Linked DNA regions of Anas platyrhynchos: region 1 is linked to region 2. Evidence: chromatin contacts called from public Hi-C data. All regions are on one chromosome and are shown on one strand. Each heading gives the region's core, a stretch centred on a gene start, on an enhancer-like site or on the middle of the called end of the contact. The rest is flanking DNA. Distances are from core to core; before and after follow the strand shown.

The links. A called contact is a pair of places that touch in the nucleus more often than the background predicts.
Region 1: a contact with region 2 is called in a Hi-C map of F5 follicle, with 4 times the contacts expected there. The contact joins two enhancer-like sites. A contact is called at or near these places in 2 of 8 Hi-C or Micro-C datasets (F5 follicle and small yellow follicle).

What each region holds. Positions count from the first base shown.
Region 1 is chr1:176,987,287-176,990,848 of IASCAAS_PekinDuck_T2T, forward strand. The region is part of intron 2 of LOC101799766 (a long non-coding RNA gene); the gene reads right to left. Among named protein-coding and RNA genes, the nearest start is that of TSC22D1, 54 kb to the left of the region's middle. Within about 2 kb of position 1,520, at least 3 of the 8 cell types and tissues checked have an H3K27ac peak or open chromatin away from gene starts, as enhancers often do. A contact at or near this core is called in F5 follicle and small yellow follicle, where this site is marked.
Region 2 is chr1:176,882,475-176,886,284 of IASCAAS_PekinDuck_T2T, forward strand. The region is part of intron 2 of TSC22D1 (TSC22 domain family member 1); the gene reads right to left. Among named protein-coding and RNA genes, the nearest start is that of TSC22D1, 50 kb to the right of the region's middle. Within about 2 kb of position 2,442, at least 4 of the 8 cell types and tissues checked have an H3K27ac peak or open chromatin away from gene starts, as enhancers often do. A contact at or near this core is called in F5 follicle and small yellow follicle, where this site is marked.

The DNA of each region.
Region 1 (3,562 bases), core at 270-2,769, 100 kb after region 2:
GGCCACTAGAATATCAAAGAACCACTCTCTCCTACAACCTTTTTAAGTATATATCATTCACAATTTATTTGGCTTTTCCAGCTATTTTTTTTTATATAGACCTGGTTTGACAGTCACTTTCTTCCTCCTATTTTGGAATGCGTTAGCTTCACAAAAGTTCATTTCTACTCAGAGACCAGATGCATCCTCTAATAACAATTACGTAGCACAGAGCAATAAACCTATTGTTTAGCCCAGTAAATCAGGCTGTTTAATCAAAGAAGGCAGATTGTTATTTCTTCACTGTACATTTGTAATGCTTTGTTTGACTTCTTATATGCTCGGGCATATATACATACGTAGGCAAATATATATGTTTCTGTGCTTCGGGCACAGGAATCTGCAGCACGAGAAGAGCAGAGCCCCCACGTTGGTGAGGGGCTGCTGATCCATCACAGGATTACCCATCCAAGCAAGTCCATGGGGTGCCTGAGTCCCCATCCTGTGGTCCTGAGGTTAAGCAGCTCGAGGTTCAGTGATGCTGCCAAACTGAACACCTTAACAGAAACGCCCCCCAAGATATAAGAAAATATTTCATCTTCATTAAGTGCGTTTCCATAGGTTCACATCTCGCTCCTGTATGGGCGGCTCTTCTTCTTGTAGGCTTCCAGCAGTGGGATTAGCTCAGCTAAGCTTTTTCTTACATAAATCTGCCTGTTGGCAGATAAACCACATTCAGGGGCCGCATCCTGCCAATAACTGCTTGTTTCTGCCCTGAACATCCACCTATCCCTTCAGCAACTTGCCTTCCAACCATGCTTTTGCATGACAGCCTTCATTCTTGCCTCGCAGCTGTCTGTTGCAATTTTATAATATGCTGTGGGAATGGGATGTATCTGGTTCTCTGTCTGGGACTTGGCACTGCAGAAGGTCCCTGCCCTCTCTGTTCTGGCTCCCTGTAATGCTACTGGGCAACAGGCAATTAGCACTTGATGTGCTACCCCTTGAACATGCCCAGATACTTAAATTCTCCCTCTGAAATTTTCATTTGCACCCCCTGTAGCTATTAGATGTGTGGGTGAACTCATATTGGTCCCAAATGGACTGGAAATGCAGAGCTTGGGGTGCACAGCTCTGTTCGCAGTGGGTTTTTATAATTTTTCCAGAAGCCACTCCAGGCCATTTCCCTACCAAATCTGCCAGCCCGTTGCAGTTCACGTGGCATGCCCAGCCATGTGTGTGGGTCATATCAAAAAAAGTCCTATGAGCTCTTTCAAGAGCCAGCACCAAAGCTCCGTTCTGCGTCAGCCTGGCTGTCCTCTGCCCTGGAGATAGGAAGCCTCAGCTCCCGGAGACTGGAAAAGTGTGTCAGGCTACAGCCAAAGAGGAAAGGGCACTAAGAGTCAAGAGGTTCAGGCTTGTTTCCCAGATTTTAAACACTTGTCCTTGTGCAGAACACTTTTTCTCCGCTCCCTCTAGGTCCTTATCAGGAAAACTGGAACAACAGCTTCCTTACTCCCTTCTCCCATCTTCCTTACTCTGAGCACCAGGGTTAATGGGGAAGGAGCTGGGTCTTGCTGGGGATGGGTACAGCACAATCCAGCACTATCAGGTCCCAACAGGGGCAGCAGGGCTGGCAGGACCATGTTCTAAATGCCGAGCCCAAATCCCAGCTAGTCCTTCCTAAAACCTCCAGAGGTTAGAAGCAGACACTGTGTCCTTTGTATCATACTCTCCACTGCATATTTGTGATTAAAGTCCTGCTTTTTCTGATCAATTGGAAGGTGCAGGGATCGCATTCTGCACTGAGAAGCTGTCCTGGGGTCACAAGAGCTGTACAGCCCTGCAACATTAGGATGCTTTGGGATCTCTGGCAAGGACATGGTTCTTATTGGATGAATGTTTCTGGGAGGAGGACGGCTTTCACCTGGCAAGGCAGGACACCAGCAGCAAAGACTGCAGCATTTTGCACCTCTGTTGTGCCCATCGCACTACTGATGTGTTCTCAGTCCCTTAAGGAGAACCTCTTCAGGTTCCCAATTATTTCAGATGTCTGCGATGCCCCTATAAGAAATTACAGTGCAAATATCACCAGGAACTTTTCCTGCCTGGAGCCTTCCATGTTCTTAGCATGTGAGTTTTGTTCCATGCTGGGGAACAGGCCGGTCTCACACCTGGTTTCATATGGAGCTGAAACTCTGCTGTGGGAGGAGAGGAGTTTCTTTTTGCTGAGGTATTTATTGCATATAAATTGCATTTATTGGTATTTATTCCTTGGACCAGGTGTTGAGTGAGTATCTTTGGAGGAAGTAACAGACCTTCACACCACCAGTCTGTGCTGGTGATGGTGGCATCTTGCTCTGAAAGTCATTCATCCCTGTTTGTCCAGCATCTCCACCACTGGTGAGCTGCAAGGTGCAAACATCTGTGAAATTGCCCAGGATGAGCAGCACTTTAAGTCCAGAGAGCCTTTTGGATGTCAAAATTGTAACGTCCCCAGCGAGAAACAAAACCATCCACAATAATGTGCCAGGCAGGGCTGCGGCCAAGTGGATTGAGAGCCGGAGCAGTGGGATTTCAGTGGGCTATTAAAGTGCTGCTGCCAGAAGCCTTTGCTGTGGACTTGCTCACATACCACAGACCTCTGGAGAAGATCATCTGCATAATTACAAGGATCGCAGATCTTGCACTTCCCCTATCAGTGAGCATTTTCCTTTCGGGTACAGTATGTTCCTGCAGATTCCAACGATAAACTGCTCTAATGGTCTTTGCAGTCATCTGATTTAGCTACATAAAAATGTCCTAGCGCGGAGCTGGAAAGGCAGCTCCGCTCCGCACAAATCTGCATGGGAACAGGGTGTGTGCAGCACGTCCCATCCACGGATAAGCTAATCCTTTCTGCAGATAAAACTTGCCAGCAAAACGTAGCCTGAAAAAGTAGTTACCGAGGTTGTTTATTTTTCAAAGGATGGATAAAATTTCAGAGCGATAAAATCACTTCCTAGAAATACTTTCATTCAAATAATTTACTTCCTTTTGAAAGGCTTAATCTTTCCTCTGGTGCATTATTTATTTATTTCTACTCCTAAGCATGGTGAGGGAGGGCAGAGCTGGCCCTGATGTGATCGGGGTGGGGGGGATGTGCAGCTGCAGGCGTGTGTTTTGTGATGGGGCAGCACGTGCCACGCCAGCTGCAGCTAACGTGCATGGGGGGGGACGGCCAGCGCCCCATCGGCCCTCCAGTAAATGTCTCATTGTGCTGCTAAATGTCTCATTGTGCTAATTCACAGGAGCCCTGCGGACCACGACAATGAAAATTGTTGTTTCACACCGCTGGTGGGGCTGCCTGCGCCCCTGCCTTGGTACTTGGGGCGTGCTGGTGGGCTACACCTTGCAGGAAGGGAGCCTGCAGGAAATATGGAGAGGACACCGTGTACACGTGGTGGCTGTCTCAAAGTTTTGGGCTCAGAGACTGGATCCTCCCACTTCTGAGCTAAGGATGTATTTCTCAGTGAAGGCTTGAGCTTCTTTGATTAATCGCATGGAACTTCAGGCAAAACACCAAATAGCGCAAGATTTTCTA
Region 2 (3,810 bases), core at 1,192-3,691:
ATTTCCCAGAGCATTTGTGGGAAATACCAACTTTTACAACTTTAGCTTTTATTTTAAATCCCTAACGCTATCTATACCATTTCTCCTGAAGCTATTGTAATCCTGCAGCTACTGGAAAAAAAAACATTAAGTCATAGAACCAATTAAAGAATTATCTCTGCCCATAAAAATCCAATTTATTTACAGTAAAACATGCAGTTTTGTTTGACATTTACCTTTCAAATGTAAAGTACACTTAAATCTAGGCTGTACTAGTACAAGCAAGCCTTCTTTCAACTTAAAATTTGATCTGAAACCTTCCATAAACACCTTGAACATAGACACAAGCAATAATTTGAGTAATTGTACCTGCCCGCTCTTTATTCATTTTATCACTACATAGTTTAACATCTAAAGGTCCATTTAGTTCAAATGTTCCCATGTTAGAAAGCTGTACTGAATCATTTTTCAGTCAACTCTAATTAAATGGGGACTCCTCCCTAGAATTGGTGACCACTTTCTGAGAGCACACCAGGCACAATTAACTGGACAGTCTGCACCTAGGTTAGTCAGATGCAATAAAATATTTTCATTTTTCCTTTCTTTCTTTATATATTCCTTGGAGGAAGTATCCAGGTTTCCATCACTTTTAAAGGAAACCCACGAAACAAAACCGGGCTTTTCTGAAAAACCAAAAATGATCTCTGAAAACAAAGAGGATTCTTTATTCGGCAGGACAATCAAGTCCTGCTTTGCATCAATATATGAGTCCATTACATCATCATTACATTGCACAATCACCAAGAAAATTGAGCTTCCAGATATCTGGCATACACAGACAACAATCTGGGTATTTCCTCACCGTGTGCAAGAGACAAAAGTTAAATGATCAAAATTTCAGAGGTTTTACCCCCAAAACTGTCTCATGTACTGCAGCTAGAAGAACTGAAGGCGTCATTCTCCTCTGAAAGAGCTTCATCTCAGAGTTAAGTTACCTGTGGATACCACCACTACAGACAGCAGTTTAGTTACTGGAAATAAAGTGTATTTTGTGTAAACTAGACGGGCTGACTCTCAAATAGATATATAAATAGATAGATATAAACATATATGTTTATATATATAAATAGCTATAATCCTTATAAATGATATAATCCTTATATTATAATCCTTATAGATTAGCTAATAAAAATGCCTACAGAAAACACCAGAATTAAAAAAATAGACAGAAAAGTTGGAAAGACAAAGCTGTAAAAACATTCAAAATACATTAATACGAGGAAACCACCAACACAAGATATTTAAAATTATGTTTCCAGGAAAAAAAATCTCAAAGTTTCATTCTTTTCTTACGCTTAAGAACAGAAGAGAGCATCTCACTCAGCTTCCCCCCCACCCTCTATCGTGGGATACAAGTTTCATGTTTTCGTCTAGATAATTACTACTTTAATCTTTCTGAATATTCTCACCCATTTCCAGCTGAAATTGATTCATTTATTAACTTAAGATGGAAGGATTTGGGCTTCGAGTCATTAAGTATTTCAGAAATATAGGCTAGCCTATCTATAATTAGCGTTCCTGATGATTTAAGCACGGTCTGATGATTACTAAATTCATCATCTTTAAATAAACACTTCTGACTCAGCAACAGTAGAATAGAGACATTTTCATCAACTAATTTAGCTTAAGACTTTTTGGCAGGCAAGAATAGGAAAAGAACTGATAGCTTTTTATATAAGATCAGCGAAGGCAGGAATAGGCACGCAAGTATGTTAGTTAGCAAGGAACAGGGAAAATATTATCATGGAAAGGAATCCAGAATCATCGCAGACAATTGTTCCCAAACGCCGATGTTTTGCATTTTAAAGTGAGTAATCAGCAGGCAGACACTACACAGACAAAAAAAAAAGTCCTTATCTAAATATTCAGGTAAGGGATCTACCCCTTTTTTTATTATGATTAAATGCCAACATGCCTTAGAAGTCAAGTTGGATCTTGTAGAAGGTAACACAATGTACAATGGAAAATACTTATTTTGGTACTTAGTGGTCAAAGAGGATGAGGCTAATGACTCCTGAATTAAAGATTTAATCCTATAATGGAACCACAGTGCTCAGTTGCTGCGGATGAGCAGGATTCATCTCAGCAAGTCACCTGCTAAGTCAGGAAACAATATAAAATTTAAAGTGCCGTGTATCCATGTGGGAAGAATGGGTAGAACAAAGGCTCAAAGGGCACGTACCCAGGAAGGTCCTCAGCAAATAGCCAAAAAAATCAGTTCAGTAGTTCCGAACTGGGACGTTCCCACACCTCTCAGAGATCCATCCCATATAAAGGCCAGATGGAGAACTCCACAAGACAGCTGAAGCACAAGATCATCTTATTTACAACACACTGTGCCTCACAAGGCCAAACACCACGCTTTCTAAACACTCACAGAGAGGTTTTCCCAAGATGTGTGTGAACCTTCCCCTCGGTGTATCGATACCACGCACGCACCCCGATAACTGCAGCAGAAGACGAGCCACTTCGCATATCAAGCCCCAAAGTCTGTTTTGTCTACAGCCTCCTTGGAAACTCGGTTTGCACAACACATTCTTTCCAAGAGACTCCTCCGCTGAAATAAATGTATTTTTTTCTTTTATTAAAGATAAGGCAGCTCACTTTCAGTTTCTAACTTTCAATTCTTTTTTTTCCCGTCTAAAACACAGATGGTCCTTCCATTTCTACACGGCACGCGAACACACGCTGCCACCCTACAAATTTTACCTGGAGGCAGTTCTTCCCCAATTCAGGATCCCTCTCAGCCTTTGTGTGTCCTATTGATTTCTTTATTCCACACTAAGATATCGGAGACCTTTAGCTCTCTTTTCTAGTGTTACATCAGTCTTCAGCTCCTAGGCTGCATACCATTCCTCAAATAGCACGAGTCATTCACTTTTTGCTTGCTTGTTTTTTACCAGTGCATACACACGAAGCAAACACCATTCCCCACGTTTCTACAGCAGTTTGCCCAAAATAGTCGAGGTTAAAATGTTGCTTTAGTGCCTATCTTAAGCTTCTCCAGAGGACTCTGCTTTAAAAAGGACTTTTTGAAGGTGACAAGTGCACCTGCACCAGGTAGGAGGATATAGCAGCCTACAACAACAACCTATTTACACGGTCCCTGTGACATTTTCGAACAGCCTTGCAGCAAAACATGCGAGGCTCCACGCAGCACAACAGCGTCCAACATTTTTTCACGGTACCTTTCCACTTTTCCTGGTTTTTGTCTGACGTTGCTATTTCCTCCAGCCAAATAGGTGGCTGAGCGAATTCACCAGAGCAAAACATTTGAGGAGCTGTCAACTTGTGTGAGATGAAACAATATTGCTACGAATAGTTTAAGGACTTAGGCCTTATGAATAGTCTTTTGTTCAGATCAAGCTTTCGATGCCGTTAGGGTGCTACTTAGTACAGGTTGGATGCGATTTGCAACCTGCGCTACATCAGCATAGAAGACTAGCCCAGAAACTGCAGGCACTGCATGCTGCTCCTGGCTGATTTCTGTATTTTTCCACAGGGTTAAGTGTGCAGAGAGAAGGCTTCAAGGCCAAATCTGGGACCCTGAATTTTGTCTAAGCAATCTTAAAAACGAGTTTAATAATAACAAGCTTTAATAACAACAACCAAGTGACACCATGGTACCAAACAGACCCCATTAACAGTTTGAAAAGCCGCACAGAGGTCTAGCAGGGGAACGATGCTGCCGAACACAGCACGCCCATCTCAAGTGTTATTCTAAACCAGTTTTTAACATATATAATTTATAACTTTGTTTTCCAAATGGTG